Regions from separate parts of the Mus musculus genome. Here all the other regions are linked to region 1. Evidence: chromatin contacts called from public Hi-C, HiCAR-type, HiChIP or PLAC-seq and promoter capture Hi-C data. All regions are on one chromosome and are shown on one strand. The core of a region is the stretch at or near the end of the contact, and the rest is flanking DNA. Distances in the headings are between cores, read along the strand shown.

Region 1 (3,234 bases), core at 507-3,006:
GGATCCACCTAGAGGTTTCACTTTATTCAGTAGCTGATGAAATAATACTGAAAAAAAAAATGTAGCCTGGCTACTGACATTATTGTTATTTCTGTTCGTGTGTCTGTGTGGTATTGGGAATAGAATCCAAGGCCTTGGGGTCCTAAGTGGACACTGTAATATTATCCTCTATCCTCATCCCACAGAGTATATGCATTTGTTTGTTTATTTGTTTTTGGTTTTTTGAGACAGGCTTCTGTGTAGCCCTGGCTGTCCTGGAACTCACTCTGTAGACCAGGTTGGCCTTGAACTCAGAAATCCACCTGCCTCTGCCTCCCAAGTGCTGGGACTAAAGGCGTGTGCCACCATGCCCGGCTGAGTCTATGTTTTTAAGGAGAAAGCTGAATCTGATATAGAGTTGTTTAGAAAAGAATTAACCCAAAGGGATATTCAGTGGCCAAGGGTATATTATTAGAAGCACGTTGTGCCAGGTGGCATAAGGTAGAAAGAAAAAAAAAAAGTCTAAATGTAGACACTGCCCTCAACAAGTTTATAATAAAAACTTTCAGATAAGACAAATACACAGAATATGACAACACAAGTTACAGTATGGAAAGTATTAAAACACAGAGAGAAAGGTCCAGCCCGAGTTTAGGGCTCTAAGGAGCATGCAGGTGAACTCCCTTCCCTACAGAAGGCATTAGACCAAGTCAGGAGATCACCTTTGGTATCATAAGCCTAAACTCAAGACTATTTCAGGCAGGAACTGAGAGGATTAATCAGCTCCAGCTCTGTCTAGGACTCCTTAACCAGAATAAAGAGAAACTTGAAACGGGAGAGGCCTGAAGAAAAACCGCGAAGGAGATGAGTAGAAGTGAATGGGTGAATCAAGGGTAAAGTGCTGAGATCTGGATGGAAGAGGTGAGTGTAGGGAAGTCATGAGAGTGAATGTCTAGAGAAAAAGAGGGCTAAAAACAGAAACTAGGAGAGCACCCACGTTTAGGGAGTGGATGGAAAAAGAGGAGTCAGAGAGGAGTGGCCAGAGGGAGAAGTGAGAAATAGATCAAGCCAAACACCTAAGTTACAAAGTTTCCATGAGTGCCTGGAGGGTGGAAGGCGGTGTGAAGGCACCCAAGGCAGGACAGAAGAGGGGAAATTGTAGCAATGAGGATTGAGATTAAATTTGAGATTGTCAAGGGTATTTCAGTGAGGGCTTTTCCAGAGACTCCACAAATAAGGTGATTTCCTTGGTTTAGTGTTTCTGAAGGTGCAGATCCCTCAGGGCCTGAGGGGACAGGGTGGTGGCTCTTGGCTTCAAATTTGTGGGTTTTGATCTATAATTAGAAGAACTGGATGTGTGTGGTTAGAACTCTCTGCAGACCTAACCAGTCCCTCCAGGAACTGGAAAGCTGAAGAACTTACTCAGAAGGGATTTCACACCTGGCTGTCTGGCCCAGCCCCGTGAAGTCCCGTTTCATCACGCAGCCCTAATGACTCCTTGGGCTGTCACTCTCATCTGGTATTGCCAGAGACCTGACTAACGCCTTCATGCAAAAGTTTGCAGCATCTGTGCGAGGCCAACTACAGCTCCCAGAGTTCCCAGGCGCTTGTCGATGCTGATTGGACGGAAGGTTGGCTCCGGAGGGAGGTGTCGGCTCCGCCTCCCCGAGAAACAGGCATCTGATTGGCTGCGCCGTGGGACTTTTGTGTCCCCGCCCTCCCCCAGGGACCGCAGCGGGCTGACAGAGCCGGGCGAGCGCTGGCAGTTCCGTGGTGGGGATGGTGAGGAGCGCCGGCTTCCCGAGCAGCGCTGGCCACTGCGGACTTCCGAGGCACTCCGGGCCGTGAAAACCTCTGCGCCGCGGCCAATCTCAGGCCTCCGAGGCCGGCCGCAGTTTTCCAAGCTGGGCTGAAAGGAGTGTCTATCGCCGTAGCGCCGGTTCTCCTAATCCCGAGAGACAGCCCGGGGATCTCGAGCTTCCCCGGCGACCCCTAGTCCCGGCCTCCTGTGCGCGCCCGACCTAGACCCCTCGGGTGTCCCAGGCGCGGACGAGCCGCGGCCGGGTCCTGGCGTACACCATGATCGTAGCGGACTCCGAGTGCCATTCCGAGATCAAGGGCTACCTGCCGTTCACCAGGGGTGGTGTGGCCGGCCCCGAGACCCGAGAGGTAAGCAACAGCCGGGCGAACCCGCTCTCCTCCAGCCACCGCCGAGCTTCGGGCAGACCCGGTCTAAGTCTGGTGCGCTCCCCCCGGGCTTAGGGTCTGAGAGCACGTAAGCTAGGGCTAGGGTTGCATCAACTGCAGCCTCCGCTCTCCCTTCCCCTCCCCACTGCCCTCTCTCTCTTTACCCTCCCCACTACCACCCTGGGAGGGAGGGGGATGCGGAGCCCTCCCTGGCTCCTTCGGACTCCTGGCCAATGAGAGGGGACGCCTTCTCGTGGCTCTTTGGGTTTGTTCTCTGCTAAAGCGAGCGTCTTCAAGTCCAGGCAAATCCCGGCCGGAGAGACCCGACCACTCCTCCTCCCCGCCCCCTTCCGCAGAATCCCTTCCTCTCGGTGGGGGCAGGCGGGCTGGGAGCTCTTTCTAGGATCGGTTTCTGGTCCTGTCGCTCAGCGAAGGGAGTAAACCACCTGGGACTGACCAGGGAAGGTCGATTCCCTTTTTCAGTCCTTACCTGCACCCCCGATCTGGAGACTGGTCCGAGTGCTTTATGGGTCTGGCTGGCGGCCTGATCCTCGGCGGCGGCAGCCTGAGAGAGCTAGGGGAGAAAGCGGATAACCCTTGGTCCCTTGATAGATTGCTTCCTATTAAATTGTTCTGGGGTCCTCAAAGTTTGTTTTGCTGTCTCCTCAGAGCGTAGAGAGACTTCACAGGGAGACAAGGTATAATGCCAGTATAAAGCCCCCGTCTCCCTCCCAGCAGTCTCGATAGTGGACATAGTCTATGTCGTGTATGGAGCACCTACTAGATGCCAGGATATAGGTTTTGTCTGACAAAGACAGCAAATACAAAACGTATTTTAACCCCATTTTACAGAATGAGAAAATTGAGGCCCGAAAGGGACAGAGAGAGGCCTAGCCCTCATTCTCTGGACTGTGTGTGACTAGGATTTTGGAGAATGCTTGGCACTGCAGAAGATACTGATCCTTTTTGATTTTCTAAGCCTAGAGCAGTGTGGAAGGTCTATTGCCGGGGCTGGAAATAGGTACAGTGGTAGTCCCAAGGTGTATGATCTTAAAACCAGCCCATGTC
Region 2 (3,234 bases), core at 401-2,900, 2.9 Mb after region 1:
CGTCCACCCCAGAGAAGACCCGAGCCAGAGACCCACCTGTTGATGCCAAAGTCAAGTAGTAGAGAAGGGATCCACTCTGATTGAGGAGAAAGGGCATCAGGTACTAGAAAGAGGAGAGACCTGTCAGGGGCTGCCTGCGTGTGCAACGGCTTTCCCAGTTCTCAACCTTCCTAATGCTGCGACCCTTTAATCCAGTTCCTCATGTTGTGGGGACCCCCCAACCATAAAATTATTTTCATTGCCACTTCACAACTGTAATTTTACTACAGTTATGGACTGTCACGTAAGTATCTGATATGCAGGATATCTGGTGTCAGACCCCTTGCCAGTTGTTACCCAGTTCGAGAGTCCCTGTTCTGGCTTGCACCTTCCCACGGGGGTTGGCATGGTTACAAATGCTCAGGGACCGCTCATGTGTTTGAAGACCCCTTAGAGCAAACAGAGAAACGCATTCAATGTACTCTATTGCCTTAAATGCCCTCTCCCTCGTCATGGCCAGTTCCCATCGTCCCTGCTGGTATAAGGCCTTGAGTGACAGTGTTACCCCTTCTAAGTAGCCCACTCCATGTCCTCCAGCTTCATCTCTCTGTACAGAATTCACACAGTACTATAAATATAGTACCTCTCTCCTTCCCCCTAACCCTCAGAGTAGGGCATATCTAGCTAGCTTACATAGGCAGCCATGGGCAGTTCTCGATAGCTTTCCTTATGTTCTACCCCAGGGCAAGTTGAGCCGAAAGAAAGCTCAACTTGGTGATGATGACCTTAAGAGTAGTCCTGGAGCCTGGCAGTGGTGGCGCCTTTAATCCCAGCACTCAGGAGTCAGATGCAGGCTGATCTCTGAATTCGAGGCTAGTGAGTTCAGGGTAGCCAGGGATACACAGAGAAACCCTGTCTCCAAAAACAAACAATAAGCAAAAATAGTCATTGATTGAACATGTACCCTGTACTAGGCCCAATGCTAAGTGTTTTATGTGTCTTACTTGAGTTCTTATATCAGCCCTATACAAGGGTTATCATTAAATTTTCCATTTTTTTGACGAAACAGACTCACAGAGGATAAATGACTCTTCCAGGAACTTCTAGTGAGTAAGAGATGGGCTGGGAATACGGCCGACCTATGGTGAAATTTTCAGGGGCTCGTCCGTGAGAGCTAGACGCACCTCAGTATTCCCGAAGAGAGCCTTTATCTCCTGCAACAGCTGCCAGGCCCACGTCCGCTCACGCACTTGCTCCAGGCCGGAGGAGGCTCGCTTCAGCAGCGGCTGCGTGCCACCCCACAGTGCGGCCACCAGCACCAGAGCAAGCACCTGCCCTGAAAGCAAAGGGTCAGAAAGTCACCCGGGTCCTCCTCCGGCCTCCTGCACCCTGCTGCCCGGCTCCATCTCCCTCCCTCCCTCTTCCCGCCGGGCTGTGATCGGTCGGGAGGACCCGCCCAGAGGGCGGCCGAAGTGAGACCAGGGTGCGTGGCTCAGCATTCCTGAGGCTCGGGGATGCCAGGAGACTGAGAACAGAGCTCCCGAGCCAGAGTCGGAGCCCGCGGAGGTGGGGGGCCCGGCTACCCACCCCAGGACGCCGCCATGAAAACGCCAGGCCCTTCTACTTCCGGGAGCGAGAGGGCGGAGCCCCCGCATCCGGAAGTCGTCCCTAGTCTTTTTCCGGTCCCACTCACATTGCCTCTCTCCTCGCGTCACCGCCAGGATGGTGAGTTCCAGGCGCGGCGTGCTGCCGTCGGGGGGCCTCAGTAGGCATGGGACGGGGTTCCCGGCACTGACACCCCGGTTCTGTCCCCACAGAAACCCATCCTGCTGCAGGGCCATGAGCGGTCCATCACGCAGATCAAGTATAACCGCGAAGGAGACCTTCTCTTCACCGTGGCCAAAGACCCTGTGAGCGACTGCGTGAGGGCGGGCGGCCGGGGGTCCGGGGCGGGGGGCCCGGAGGGGGCGAGTTCGCGCCGCCCGGACTGCGGGTGGACAAGGTTTACTGCCTGCGGGAGGGAAATTTTTCTGATAAGTAGGGAAAACCAACCCCATACCGCGGTAGGTTGGCGACAGCATTCCGCCAGGGAAATCTGGAAGGGAAGGGTACCTAGCCAGGGAGAAGAGAATCAGGAGACTGGAAGGGAGCCCAGGGACAGGACAGGACAGAATCAAGTGGTCTGTTCAATCCCACTTTGTTTCCTTTGGGGATTGTCTTTTGAGGCATTTGCATTGGAGGCAATAAACTGATAGTTAACAGTGGAGAGTTAAGTCGGAGCTTGAGATCTGAGCCCTAACTCCTGCTCCTACTAAGCAGTGTGACTTTGAACATGACATTTACCTTTTCTATAAACCACAGTTTTCCCTTTTAATAAAACATGGAGACTTTAATTAGCTCCCTCAGCAGAGTGAGGTCATTTCTGTAAATCGTTTTGCACTGTACCCGATGCATGTAAGTCACTTATTTTAAGTTTCATAGACATGGTTTCATTGGAGCTTCACAGCTGCCCTTTGAAGAAAGCTGTTGACAAGAGTGGGGTATCTGTCCATGGTGGCCAGCACACCTCTCCATCCTCCTGCCTCAGCCTCCTGGTCTTGGGAATACAAGTGTGTGCTACCACACACAGCCCCTCCCAGTCATTTTTTTTTTTTAATGTATGTGTGTGTAATGATTTTGTTTATTTTATGTGTATGGGTGCTTTGCTGCATTGTATGTCTACATAGCATGTGAGTGCCTGGTGCCTGTGAAGGCCAGAAGAGGATATCAAATCTCCTGGAACTGCAGATACAGATTGTTGTAAGCCATCATGTGGGTGTTGGGAATCAAACCCAAGTCATCTGGAGGAGCAGCCAGTGCTCTTTAAGCTCTGAGCCTTCTCTTCAGCTCTCCTAGCCATTTAAAGGAAGGGAGCTCTGTATTTAAGATCACACAGTGAGCTAGTGACAAAGCAGTGGAGCCCATACATCCTTACTGTCATCCGGAGTCAATTGAACAGGACCCGAAAGGTTTTTTTTCACACTGCAACTCAGGTTGGCCTTTACCTCTTCTGACTCCAGACAAAAGCACATGAGGATGCTATTGGAGGCCTGGCTCTTCTACAGCTTATGTTAGGAAAGGAGGAGAACCCAGGAGCTGGGCGGTCCTATCAGCTCTTCACTGGTAAATGAGCAGAAGGCAAACCTGGCTTGGCTAGAGCCTGCAGAGGGTTTGTAGTGCAAGCTAAGCTATTGATTATTTTGGGATGTGACCATC
Region 3 (3,234 bases), core at 272-2,771, 2.9 Mb after region 1:
AACATGCCTTTAACCCAAAGGCAGAAGCAGACTAGTGAGACAGGTGCCCAGGAGGGTGAGGGGAGAGATGAGGTTTGTGTTTAGGTGTTCCTTAGGAGTTCAGAGCAGACCCAGAGGGCCTTGAGGACCTATTGAAGGAAGGTGTTCACACAGCTGAGTAAGGGGTAGGAAGCTACTGGGTCTGTGCTCTCGCCCTCCTGGGGAAATGCGCATGCGCGCGGCCTTAGTAGTTCCCTAATTCAGCTGGTTTCCTCTAAGGGACACTGTAGGTGGCCTCAGCCAGCACCAGGTCTCTGGGTTGGTTGGGCAGAAAAGATGGAACTGCTCAGCTTTATAGGGGCTGTCCCTTGATTCCTTCTAGCCAGAAGCGGTAGACAAATTGATTCTAAAAGTCCTCCAGTAGGGGTGGAGAGGATTCCTTTCCTGCCTCCGCATCAGGAGCTTGCAAGCGCAAGTGGCTCCGCAAAAGCTTCTGGCTCCTCAGGGAAGCAGCTGAAGGTGGCAACCCCGGGTGCTCCTGGGCCCACTGTCACTTTGATGAACGAAGCTGGCACCCTGCTCCAGCAGCAATTCTGAGAGGAAAGGGACCTTCCAGCGTGCTCCCCTCCCTCCGGTTCTTGGTTGTTTAGAAGTCTTGGATTAGAGTTGCTTCCTAGAGCAGTTTGCATGTTAACAGCACCTGGAAAAGATCCCAGAAGCAACACCTCTGGGTGCCCACAGCCAGGGAAACCTACTGTTGTTGCTAAAGGAAAAGGGAAGATGGATGCTTTGTTGCCTAGGTCGCTTTAATTTGAGCCTGCTGGGCAGCCTGACACCCTCTCCTGTGGCATCGGATGCTGTTCTGGAGATCTGAACCAGACTCCTCTGCCAGATCTTCAAATAGCCTCATTGGTGGGACCTCCCTCCTCCAGCAGCACAACCGCCAACAGTTCTGGGCCAGCCTCCTTCCGGAGCTCTCACGCCCCACCTCCTGCCAGCCTGCTTGGGATCCTATTTGCTCTGGTTCGGAGGTGGGGAGAGGCCCTGTCAGTTCTTCAGCGCTTACAGGCTAGGAGTATCTGGATGTCACAGGACAGCGACCGTGCCCAGGAATGAGTGACAATTGATTATTTTCCGTAAAATCGGGATAACAGTTATGTCTCAGGATTGAATGTACATAAAAGGCTTAACAGGGTGCTGGGTACTGATTGTCTTTGTTCCTTCTGGTGTCCGCCCCTCATTTTCCCGTATACTTATATATTGCCTCTGCCCACACATTCATTTAGCCCCATCATTTCCCTACCACCCCTGCTGCAAACAAAGCCACCACCATTTTGTAAGGGATCCCCTCCAAACGTGACAAGAAAAGGAAATGATTTTAAATCCATATCCCGTAACTAACAGTGCTCCTTTAGTTCTTGTGGGAGGTAGGGAAGGGGAACTGTTAAATCGACGGAAGTACTCTCCTCCGGCTCCGCTCCCAGGGAATCCAAAGAGGGCTACTTTCTCTTTAAATGCAAATCATCTCCAGCCAGCTTAGCTCCCTCCAGCTCCAGTTCCCCTGAGGAGAGAGAAAGCAGGGTGAAGGGAGATTGCAAAGAAGCACTGTTTCACACTCCAGACCCCAAACTTCCAGGTCAGTAGAACCCCAAGGGGGCGAGAAGGGAGTGAGGAGGATGGGGGCGGGGTGCCGCACCTGATGCTTGTTTTTTGAAGCCCGAATTGAGAACTGAATCTTTCCTTAGGCACATCTCAGGCGGATCACAGTCGCTCTGGCTGCCGCTTCCATCAGGTCTCTTACTGGGTCACACTGCTGCTACATGGAGAGAAAAAGAGTTCTGTCTCCCACCACCACCACCCCCCACCCCACCCCCGAGCCCCACTGATGCCACCCAGCTGTTCCATGCCAGCTTAAACGCTTAATGTTCCGATTTGACCATCGCCCTCTCGGAAGTAAAGTGAGGGAGCTGAGACCTCCCCTGGAGAGGACCTCAGCAGACCAGATACCTAGGTGATGGGGCTGTAGGGGAGTCAAGCTAAGCTAATCAAGTCAGAGTTACATTGTTGGAGGTCTAGCCCCTAAAGACTTTCTAACTAGAAAAAGAAGAGACTAGAAGCTGTCCTGGGAACTTCTGGGCAGCCCTGGCATGTGTAGTTGAAGTGAAGTGGAAGAGAGGCCAGTGATGAGCCGGCTATTCCTGGTCCATATGATTGACACCAGGGTATTTCCAGGTGTCCCTGCCTTACCTTGGTTGCACCTCATGCAGTTAGTCAGTATCCGCTGCCATATACAGACCGTTGCCTAGCAAATGGCCTCCTGATCCTCAGCTTGCTCCCCTAGTCACATCCACCCTGTCTCCTGAGCATCTTCCTCTACAGCCCCAGGCTCTGGGCTGTAGTGACAGGAAAACAGCAAGATGACCCTGGTCTGGGCCAGCCCTCTCCAGCAGGCAGATGGGGCTGTCAGGAAGAAAAGGGCTTTGCTGGCCTTGGGAGGTCCTTCAGATGCATAGCTACAGTCCAGCAGCAGGCTGGCATATGACCCTGTACAGACAAGAGGACAGAGCTCCTGACTGATGGACAAAGATACATCTGAAGACCCTTCCTCTCAGACGAAAGAGGGTGCTGAGTGAAGGGATGATTTTGCCCCCTTCCTTCCCAGACCTGAGGTCCAACACACCACCCAATGGAAGACAAAAAGAAGAAACGGAGTCCTAAGCCCTGCCTGACCCAACCAGCACAGGCCCCAGGCACACTGCGCAGAGTCCCTGTGCCCACCAGCCACAGTGGCTCCTTGGCTCTGGGACTCCCTCATTTGCCATCACCCAAGCAGCGAGCCAAGTTCAAGAGGTGAGTAGGGAGGGGCTCTTGGCCAGACTGGAGACTCCCAGGTGTGAGCCGAGCACTGTGTAAGGAGGACCTGCAGACATCGACATCGCTGCTGAACAGCAGCCAATGCCTTACCCATTCACTGGGGATGTAGACCCGACGTGTCCTCAGGTACATAGAGACCACTGGCTCTAGCTCTGAGGAGGGAGTGAGTGAGTGTGACTGTGAGAGGAAGCTGCTAGACACTGATGAGGGGAGGTGATAATCAAGACTGAGAATGCCATGAGAACCAAGACACTGATGGAAGGGCCCCAGGAGTGTAGGGATAAACACCAGGGAGGACGATTCCTTCCTTTTAAATTCATTGTATTTTGGTCACCACGCTGGGAGATTGACCTCAAGATACTGATACTGGGCAAGTGCTCT
Region 4 (3,234 bases), core at 422-2,921, 2.8 Mb before region 1:
AAAAAACAAAACAAAACATAACAACAACAAAACCCCCTAAATTCAGGTGATAAAAGCTGGGGGTGGAGGGTGCGTGAGCCTTTTTCCTGGGGGACACTTGAGTAGAATTTGAGGATTACCAAGTAACCTTGCTGTTGCCTATCTCAGTCAGAGGTTTCATGAAGCTCAGAGACCGGTACAAACCTTGGGCAGCAGGAAATTCAGGGAGTGAGGTTGAGGCACAAGGGATCAAGGAAAGGGCAATTTTGACTTTTGGAGGGGAAAAAAAATGTGAGGAACCACTGGAGACTTTTCAGCAGACAAGTGCCCATGGTTTTCTTTCTTTCTTTAACGTCCTTTCTTTGTACTTAATGGGGTTTCTTTATGTAGCCTTGGCTGTCCTGGAACTCACTCTGTAGACCAGACTGGCCTTGAACTCACAGAGATACCTAGGGTTTTCAACAGCATCGTTCAGCATCCGGGCCTCCTTCAGAATGGATGCTGGGTGGCAAGGTCAGGAACAGGGCTATCTGTGACAGAACTAGTGCAGGAGTTCAACTCAGATAAGGGACCTTGGGCCTCCATCATAGTGGCATGTGTGTTTCCTGAGGGCTTGGGAGTGGGGTGTGCAGGAAAGAGGACTCTCAACAGCAAGATTGTCCTAAACAAAAGGAAAGCTACTGCCATCTACAGAGACAGAGAAGGCTCAAAGACAGCCTCTCTGATTTCCCTGCTATTTCGATTCATTTGATGATTTTGATGGACGAGACGAACCTAGTCATATCTGGTCTGTGGGCGTTCAAATGGGAAAGTCAACCCCCTTTAAGTAGGAAAGCCAGGAAAAGAAAAAAAAAAAAAATGCCTGGAGACATTCGGGTTTCTACACTAGCACTCCTAGGGCAGACATGCCCACTTCCCGACTTTTCCATGAAAAAGCATTAGAGGTGCGCGTGTCTGTGAAAGATGGAATGTTACAAAGTGGCCCCAGAGAAACTTTTCTGGAGAGAAAGCGCTTGGTGAGCACATTAAAGGGCCGGTTTTGGCCCTCTTCCACTTCCTGCCCTTCGGCGTGGTTTCGCAGCAGAAGCACAGAAAGGTATCCAATGGACACCTCAAGAACAAGCCAGATGCGACGCACATCCGGCGAACACGCGGGCTTCATACGAGCTGACGCTGCAGGCTCAACCCCGCCGGCAACCTCCCAAAACCCACTCCTAGCTCAACTTTCACAATGACAACAACTGGCGTATCGGGCCGCCCCTAAGCAAGCATTCTCTTTTATGACTACCCATGCACCCCAGGACTGAGGCTTCCCCCCCGCCCCCCATCTCCCTTCAACTCCCCACATCCTCCCACTACGGATCAAAGGAAGGATCAACTCAAGTCGCGCGAACACCGCTGATCATGCGCCACAAAAAAAAAAAAAAAAAAAAGATCGGTAGGGTTGGGCGACCCAAAGATTCTCCCTCCTCTTTCCATTGGTTCCAGTCGCCCAGCTCGCCTCCCCTCCTAGCGAAAGGCTGCCGCCCTGGTGCGCTTGCGCATGCGCGTCGTTCTCGTGGCGCACTGAGCAGGCGCAGCCGCAGGCCCGCCGGAGCGGGGCGGGTGTAGCGGCGCGCGCAGCCTCCCGGCGCTGGGCTCCCTTCTGCCGGTCCCGCCCTCCGTCGCGGCGGCGCGGTGCACGCTGGGATAGGGAGCGATCTCCGAGCGAGGCGGCAAGATGGACGCGGGATTCTTCCGCGTAAGTCCGAGCGCGGGGATCCGGGGAGAGGCGAGAGGCTTGTTTGTAAGACCCGAGGGGGAGGCGCTCAAAATCCCGGACAGGACGGCCCGCGGAGGAAGGCCTTAGAGACCCCGAGGGGGTTCGTGGGCAGCGTCCCCCGGCCTCGGCGTTGCGGCCGAGACCGGTGCGCCCCTGCGCAGTCTCCTCCTCCGGGATCGTCCCCCCCTACGCGGCGGTGGCGGTGGCCGGAAAATGGCGGCGGGAATGGGCTGGAGCCGAACCTCACCGGCCGCCTGGCGAGGCCCTGTAGGCCGGGCGCCGCGCCGGCCGCCCGGGCTCGGGGCCTAGCGGAGCCTCAAGGAGGAAGTCTTTAGGGGGAGGCCGGTGGGAAGCCCGGGGCGGCTGCGGGGTACCGGTTGTATGGTTTGGGGCTCCGTCCTGAGAGGTGTTTGAGGAAAGGGGCCTTATTATTTTTTTTTTTTAGTGGCAGCTTTGGAGAAAATGGGTGCCCCCCCCCCAAACCCCGACGTACAGCGTCCACCCTCTGGGTCTTAAGCTTTCCCGGCGGCGCAGGGTCAGAGTTCGTGAGCGCTCCCGCCCAATTTGATAGCTCTTCGGGGAGGGGAGCTTAGATAATTTGTAGTTGGAACATTTGAATCGGAGGCTTTTGGAGTGAACGGTGTGTGCGAGGGTGGAGACAGATTACGGTTGTGACTCCGTCGCGCTTCCCGCTCTTCGCTAGCACCCTTTCCCAGCGGCCCATGTCCAGGCAGGGGACGTTACCTTGGAGGTGGTACATAGATCCCACACAGTAAGGCAGTTTATTAGGTCCACTTTGGAAGGAAAGTAGCTACAGGTCGAGATCTAGATGTATGGGAACGTACACTTGTGGGATTAAAAGTAGCAACAAACCCTTTAGGAATCGCTGATTCTTGTAATGCAGAGTAGAACCTTGTAAGACAGCTTGGTAAAAATCCAGATACCAGCTCTCTGTCATACCACTGCTTAGAGTTTTGCATTCTCTGAATCAAGCATATAGTTTACAGTTTGTGTGCATTTTTAAAGAAAAAATTGGAAGGCGGGGGAAGGAGGAGGGAGATAATAAAGGTGCTTCTTGTATGTGGTTCATGAGAGCTTGCCTAGTATGAACAAGACACTGGGGTCTATCTCCAGCACCTCAGATACTTGCACTACAAACTAGGCACTTAACCTTTGTAGTCAGTACTCATTTCTTATGGCACCGAAGTTAACACTTAAAAACAGTCGAAGGTTTCTTTCACTTGTCAATTGTCTCTTTTTCTCCCCCCACCCCCTTCAGTTTTTGTTTTGCCTTTTCAGGAAGTGGTTTATGTGTGTAGCCTTGGCCATCCTGGAACTCTGTAGTCTGTAGGCCAGGCTAGCCTTGAACTCAGAGATCTGTGTGCCTCTGCCTCCCGAATGCTGGGGTTGAATGAAGACTTGCACCCTGGCCAGGCTTGTCAGTTATTTCTAGTGGAAAGGAGATTGAAGAACTAAAACAAAGCGATATGTCA
Region 5 (3,234 bases), core at 208-2,707, 2.4 Mb before region 1:
TAGACATTTAAAAGTTTTCATTAAGATCTGCATTTGGGTTTGGTGGTGGTGGTGGTGGTAGTGTGGGCCTTTAATCCTGGCCCTTGAGAAGCAGAGGCAGGCAGATCTCTGAGATCAAGGCCAGCCAGCCTGGCCTAGAGAACAAATTTCAGGAAAACTAAGGCTACACAGAGAAACCATGTTGGGAAAAAACAAAAACAAAAGCAAAAGACCTGGAGAGATGGCTCAGAGGTCAGAGGTAGAATGTCAACTTAGCATGGGGAGGTCCAGAATAGCAACTAAAGAAATAAATGCCTACATGCACACACATGTGCACACACGCGCGCTCACACACACACACACACACACACACACACACACACAGGGCTGGGGGAGCACTGCCTGACCTTGAGACATTAACCAGTCTTTAGCCAGTCACAATAAACCTTTAATCTCTAGGGCTAAGAAATGTGTCCATTTAAAAATAGGTCCTGGAGTTGCTGGAAAGATGACGCGATGATTCAGAGTGCAGGCTGTTCTCTCGACGACCCAGGTTCAGTTCTCTACACCCACACGGTAGCTCACAACAGCTGTAATTCCAGTTCCAGGCACCTCTTCTGGCCTCTGCCAGCACAGTGCACAGTGGCGCACAGATGTGCATGCAAGCAAAATACTCATCATGTAAAACATGTAAAAGTTAAATAGGTTATGGGTCTAGAACCTGGACTGAGTGGTAGAGCCCTGGGTTCAGGCACAGTCGGGGGGGCGGGGGAGGAGGGAAGGGGGGTTGTGTGGAGGGGGTATTGTATAGTTTCAAATACTAATCAGCTAATTCCCCCTCTCAACAAAAGCTACATAGATTTCATGCTGGGGACCGGAGAGATGATCCCTCCTGCAAGGCAGTGAGCCACCCAACCACCTTCTGTGCCACAGGCTCCTGACTACCTGCCACCCACGTGAACATGAGATGACAGCAGGGCCATGCCAGCCCTCTTAAAGTCACCATCGGGCCGGAAAAATGGCTCAGCAGGTAAAGCAGGTACTTGCTGCTAAGTCAAATAACCTGAGTTTGATTCCTGGGACCCATATGACGAAAGGAAAAGAAGGACCACTCTTGGAGGGTGGGTGATCTGTCTGATCTCTACACAATGACAAGAAGAATACATTTTAAAAAGTGTAACAACAACAACAAAACCAAACAGTACAGGTGGACTGTTGCCTCCCTTCCTTGGTCCCATCCCAGAAGACAGGCTCCACTCTAGCATTTCTCACAGTGACAAGGGAGTCCGGGTAACCCACAGACTTGTCGGCGCGGTGGGCGTGGCCCATAGGCTGCACCCCAGGGATCCGCCCTTCGCTCTCGATCCGCATGCGCACTGACTCGGGGGCGGACCGGCACATCGACATCCGGGAGTCTGATTGCCTGTGGCTGTTTTGTTTTCTTGCAGAACTGGAGTAAACCGAGGCTACCAAACGCGCCGCGACTCCCAACTCCGGACTTGGACGTGAGTGCGGACGGGAGGGCGGAGCAGCGGGCCGGGCTCGAACTCGCGGCAGTGGCCGTGCCCCAGCTCCTGGACGCCGCCGCCGCCGGGGCTGAGATCCCGCGACCTGCGGGGCCGCTTCCTGTGGCGGGGACTCTTCCCCAGAACTGTGGAGCTGGGCACGCTCATCCGACGGTGGCGCGTCGGGGTTCGGCCCACGCGTAACCGCGCCCTGTTCCTCCAGTCTGCAGGGCGGGTCTGCCTTTGAAAATGTCAAAGAATTGTGCAACGAAAAATGGACTCGGGTGGGCCATTGGGGGAACCGACAATTACACATAGTGGGTTGCTTTTCTTTCCAATCATTAGATAAAAACGAGTGTATTTTCAGACCCGAACTCATCACAAAAGTCTATCAGTTTTTCCCTTTAGCTTGTTTAGAGGCGGCTAAAACTGAAATCGCCTTCCTTAGGGAGTCATGTGAGATCTGGGGTGTTCACTGTGAGCGAGTTGTATTTAATTCAGGTTTTATCTGTGAAATTAAGATGAGTTACGTTTCTCCGGCTGGGTCTGCACAGCTGAACTTGAAGGAGGAGGGTTTTATGGGATTTAAGACAATTTCGGCTGACCGTGGTAATTTGACTGCACGTTCTTTATTTAAGTCTGAATTCGTTTCAGGCCTGCCCTTTTTTGTGGGGAATGTACAAACAGCATCAGTAGCAGAGTTAGGGATAGTAAGATGAGTGCCCTTTACAAAGTAATGACATCCGAAGGCAGGCTTGGTGAAGGGACAAATAGTGGAGAAAAAACGAAATAGAAATAAAGCCCGAAGTTGAGCCGTTCTCTTCTTAATCTGGGCATGAAAGACACAGATGTAGGATAAAATGTGCAGATTCCTAGAGGAAGTATTTTCCATCCAAGTTTACATTTTTACCTTAAAACCAAAGTCTATCATGTCCTTATTATTAAAATCAAATAGGAACCTTTAGTAGGGAGCTTAAGGTTTAGAAAGCAGCTGTGGAGGGCTAAGCATCATTGCCCTCACTTAAAGAACTAGTGGACTTGAAATAATAAAATGTGACATCTTTGAGGAGATGTCATTTTTGTGACAGTACATTTTTGTTTAAGGTTAAGGTAATCACCTTCATTCATATTATGTAAATATGCTAAGACCATCCTGATTTTGTTTTGTTTTCTTGTCTTAATTTGTATTTATTTATGAGTGCTGTGCTGCCTGTACATCCGCAGGCCAGAAGAGGGCGCCAGATCCCCCTATAGATGGTTATGAACCACCATGTGGTTGCTGGGACCTCTGAAAGAGCAGTCAGTGCTCTTAACTGCAGAGCCATGTCATCAGCCCCTTGTTTAGTCTTTTTAGGACAGACTGGCCTGAAACTCACTGTGTAGCTCTGGCTGGCCCTCTGACTGAGCCCAGTCCTCCTGTCTCAGCCCGCCAAATGCTAGGATTGCAGGCTGAGGCAGCCACCACCCCAGTCCCAGCTAAAACCAAGTTTTACATTAAACGTAGACTCCATCCCTAGTACCTCACTCCCCACCAAAGCAGCATCAGACATCCTGAAGAAATCAGTAGAGCTGGAATAAAGCGCATCTGTAACTTGTGTTAGGTTATCATCCAGCTGTTATTTTGCAGAAACACAGCCAGCTTTGAAACAAGAAAACCGAAGGACCTTGTTTAACTGTGATGGTTTTGGTTTAGTGACCTGAAAAGATGTCTGGATTTCTAGAAGGCTCGAGGTGCTCTGAGTGCATGGAC
Region 6 (3,234 bases), core at 454-2,953, 2.3 Mb before region 1:
AAGACTCTGGGTACCATCAACACTGGGTTTCCCTTCCAGGTACCAGGGAAATCTTTGAAGGCACTGATGGGAACTTAAGAGCTTTGGAGTGATGTTGACTAAGATGGGTGACCACTGGCCAGGAGAGGTGCCTGTGGTCCCAGGGCAAATCAAGATGGCATCGAGTTACTGGACATATAAAAAAGTAAAAGTGTGCTAGATGACTGGGGACTCTAGTTACTGAGGGGGTGAGGTGGCAATGCCACTTGCTAGGGCATTCTGCAACCTCTTAAAGAAATCTTTATAAAAGGTTGTAACAACACGTAAAACGAAGACTCTGATATGAAACCAAATGTCTACTATGTGCTCGATTCTATTTTATAGAAATAATAACAACTAAGCAAGAAAATTGTGTAAGACATACACTAAAATGCTTCTGCCAGTAGTCAGGAGCCACCAGTGATTTGCTTCCTATGGCTACTTTCCCACACTTCCCCGGTTTTGCTATTTATTTATTTATTTATTTATTTATTATTTGTTTGTTTATATAAATTGTTGGTACATGTTACAGCCTTGGCGGTCTTCACTTCGTAGACCAAGCTGGCCTCGAGCTCAGCGATCCACATGCCTCTGCAGTGCTGGGATCAAAGTGGTGCGCCACCAACAACGCCCGGTAGTCTTTGCCGCTTAAAAACCAAAACCAAACTTATTTAGGAACTGTGTTTGTGTGGGCGTGCGTGTGGGAGGTCAGGCGGCAACTTGTAGGAGTTCCTTCTATCCGCCCACCACGTGGATTCCCGGGTTCGAACTCGGTCCTCAGACTTGGCAGCAAACGCGTTTCCCCGCTGAGCATCTCACTTGTCTTTTTGCCGTTCCGCCCTCACCGGTAAGCTACAGAGCTAGTGGGCGGAAAGAGCAAACGACCGCCTCACGCAGCCTCTGAGGCCGGGGAGGAGCCCGCGGAACCCTCAGCCTGCGCAAACCTGCGGACGTGGAGCCCGGCCACGCCGCCGCACACGCCCCCGGCAGCCCCGCGCGGCGTCGCGCGCACCCGAGGGGCCGCCCCTCTCTGGTGACGCGAACCAGGGGCGGACCCGCACAGGCCCCGCCCCACCACCTCCGATTGGTCGGCGCGCTGTCACCACGTCGCGGGAAGCTGGCAGGGTGTGTGTGAGTGTGTGTGTATGTGTGTGTGGTTTGCTTTGTCATTCGTGGCCCGGCTGACGCGGCCGGTATGGCTGCGTGCTCGGCTGCCCGCAGAAGGGGCCGCGGCGGCGCTCCCGGGACGCCCTCTTACATAAGGACGCGGCTGACTGAAGCACATGTCAGCGCAAGGTCCCCACACGCAGCGCACCACGCCGTTCGGTTCTCACACGCCAGGCGGGAGCCCGCGGCGCCGCGCCACACGGTGTACGCCGACGTGGGCCTCCCCACGGCGAGACGCAGCCCAATAACCGCGAAGCGTACCTTCGCAACAAGGCATAATATAGGATGTTATATTTATAGGGCCTATTTATAAGCCTCTATTTAACTCTTTTCTGATAGGCCCGGCCACGCGTCTAGGCCTTATCCTGATTGGTGTGTCCTTCTGTCCTTCAAAAAGGCGGGCTTAAGGGTCCGTGTTGCCTCAGCGGGCACCGGGATTGGCCGTGCGCGGCGCGGCGGCGCCTTCGATTGGCTATGCGGGCCGTCCGTCGCGGCAAAGGAGGCGGGGCGGGCGGCTGGCTGGTGCGGGGCGGGCGGGCCCCGGAATTGTCATTTCTTTGTTTCCGAAGGCGGAGGAGGCTCGGCGCCCCCCTCCTGGCCCCCTCCCCCCCGGTGCTGGCTCCATGTCTGTGTGACCGGCCGCAGGGGTAGGATTCAGGCCCGACGCGGGGCGGGCGGGCGACGGCGGCTGAGGTGAGAGGCGGCGGCGGCGGCGCGGCTCGGGCACCGGCCCCCCAGCGGGAGGATGAAGCGGCGGAACGCCGACTGCAGTAAGCTCCGCCGCCCCCTGAAGCGGAACCGGATCACCGAGGGTATCTACGGCAGGTGAGCGGCGGTGCCGGGCGTGGGCCAGCGGGTCCCGGGCGCCGCTCGGAAGGGGCCCGGCCCCGTTATGTAACCCCCCGACTAGGCCGCATGCCCGCGCCGGGGGCTCTCCTGAGGCGCGCCGCCCGCGGAGCGCCGGGCCAGCCAGCCAGCCGAGGGTCCGCCCCGGGCCACGGGGTGTGGCGAGGGCCAGGCGGAGGGCGCGGCGGGCGCGGGCGGGAGCCACGGGGCCGCCGTTGGCGGTGGTGTGTCGGGGGGAGGGGCGGCACCCCCGCGGCCCGGAGCCCAGAAGCCCGGGGGTCCCCAGCAGGCTGTGCGCTCGGTCCCCTACCGAGCCCGGGTCACGCTGGGCTCGGGGGTTGGCTGCCCGAGGCTCGTGGACGCGTGCGGCCGGGCGAGCGAGCCGCCAAAGTTAGGAGCTGCCAGGGGCGCGGGACCCTCGGGCTCGGGGCGGGGCCACGCCGGCTACTCTTCTGCGCTCTGCTGCCTCACGGGGTCCCCACCTTGGCTCGGAGCGCCCAAGGCTGATACCCCCAGATCGTGCCGGTGACACCGCTCCAGACCGCGGCTTTTCTCAGTTCCTCAGCAAACATTCTGACAATTGCAAGCAGATATTTTGCAGGGATTCTCGCCCAACTCAGGTTTGGGGATTTTTTTTTTTTTTTTAAATCCTCTGTTCATGAAGGAAAGTGGTGTCCCTTTAAATAGAAATTGAATCCACTTCTCCTGGACAGAAGGACAACAGGTTCATGGGGCATTTCGGTGACTGTCACAGCTTCCCCAAGCCCAATTTGTGTGCGGAGGTTATTTTCTGGAAATGCCTATTTCCGAGGCGAAGTAATTAGTTTACGACAGAGAGTGCTCAGCATGCGGTTGAAGGCTTTACTTGAGTCCTCTTGGCGCCTTACGGTTTAGGTCTTGCTGTGAATCTTGGAGAAAAATACAGGCGGTAGCTGATGACATCCAAGTTGTAGCATAGCTGTACACCTTACACATGCGGTTGTTTACACGTGTGAAGTGGCTGCCCTCCACAGGCAGGTGACTTACCTAACCATGAAGGGGGATTCTTCAAGTTTAAAAGGAGTAAGAAGTCAAAATCCTAGGCTAGATGATACGTAAGGAGCCACGGATCGCATCCATTCATTCAACAAACGTGAATACTATTTGCTCAACAGTGTTGGAGTCAGTCAGGACACAGCTGTTAGCAAAACCGATGAACATGGT

The links. Promoter capture Hi-C pulls out the DNA fragments that hold promoters and counts their contacts. A called contact is a pair of places that touch in the nucleus more often than the background predicts. HiCAR-type assays count read pairs that join an accessible place to other places. HiChIP or PLAC-seq counts read pairs in DNA pulled down with a chosen protein or histone mark.
Region 2: a Hi-C map of B cells shows a contact between it and region 1, with 6 read pairs. The contact joins the promoter of Eif3i here to the promoter of Sesn2 in region 1.
Region 3: a promoter capture Hi-C map of pre-B cells shows a contact between it and region 1, with 3 times the contacts expected there. The contact joins the promoter of Ccdc28b here to the promoter of Sesn2 in region 1. A contact is called at or near these places in 1 of 39 promoter capture datasets (pre-B cells) and 1 of 484 Hi-C or Micro-C datasets (B cells).
Region 4: a contact with region 1 is called in a HiCAR-type map of astrocytes, with 2.7 times the contacts expected there. The contact joins the promoter of Srrm1 here to the promoter of Sesn2 in region 1. A contact is called at or near these places in 2 of 39 promoter capture datasets (maxillary cranial neural crest and pre-B cells) and 1 of 115 datasets of contacts at active chromatin or transcription factors (astrocytes).
Region 5: a contact with region 1 is called in a Hi-C map of B cells, with 5 read pairs. The contact joins the promoter of Tmem50a here to the promoter of Sesn2 in region 1.
Region 6: an H3K27ac HiChIP or PLAC-seq map of epiblast stem cells shows a contact between it and region 1, with 7 times the contacts expected there. The contact joins the promoter of Maco1 here to the promoter of Sesn2 in region 1. A contact is called at or near these places in 1 of 39 promoter capture datasets (pre-B cells) and 1 of 115 datasets of contacts at active chromatin or transcription factors (epiblast stem cells).

The regions. Positions count from the first base shown.
Region 1 is chr4:132,508,978-132,512,211 of GRCm38.p6, reverse strand. Sesn2 (sestrin 2) reads left to right here and starts at 1,756. Exons shown (of 10, transcript NM_144907.1): 1 at 1,756-2,148. The coding sequence starts at 2,059.
Region 2 is chr4:129,599,064-129,602,297 of GRCm38.p6, reverse strand. It overlaps Eif3i (eukaryotic translation initiation factor 3, subunit I), which reads left to right and starts at 1,650. Exons shown (of 11, transcript NM_018799.2): 1 at 1,650-1,704; 2 at 1,797-1,889. The coding sequence starts at 1,702. Tmem234 (transmembrane protein 234) reads right to left here and starts at 1,618. Exons shown (of 5, transcript NM_029748.3): 1 at 1,567-1,618; 2 at 1,164-1,315; 3 at 37-103. The coding sequence starts at 1,582.
Region 3 is chr4:129,622,195-129,625,428 of GRCm38.p6, reverse strand. Ccdc28b (coiled coil domain containing 28B) reads left to right here and starts at 1,521. Exons shown (of 6, transcript NM_025455.2): 1 at 1,521-1,615; 2 at 2,642-2,829. The coding sequence starts at 2,666. It overlaps Gm34305 (a long non-coding RNA gene), which reads right to left and starts at 2,643. Exons shown (of 4, transcript XR_376684.4): 1 at 2,227-2,643; 2 at 1,676-1,795; 3 at 1-1,540.
Region 4 is chr4:135,351,583-135,354,816 of GRCm38.p6, reverse strand. Srrm1 (serine/arginine repetitive matrix 1) reads left to right here and starts at 1,671. Exons shown (of 18, transcript NM_016799.4): 1 at 1,671-1,720. The coding sequence starts at 1,700.
Region 5 is chr4:134,913,139-134,916,372 of GRCm38.p6, reverse strand. It overlaps Tmem50a (transmembrane protein 50A), which reads left to right and starts at 1,457. Exons shown (of 7, transcript NM_027935.2): 1 at 1,457-1,484; 2 at 3,178-3,234. The coding sequence starts at 3,190.
Region 6 is chr4:134,851,814-134,855,047 of GRCm38.p6, reverse strand. Maco1 (macoilin 1) reads left to right here and starts at 1,703. Exons shown (of 11, transcript NM_025382.6): 1 at 1,703-2,010. The coding sequence starts at 1,931.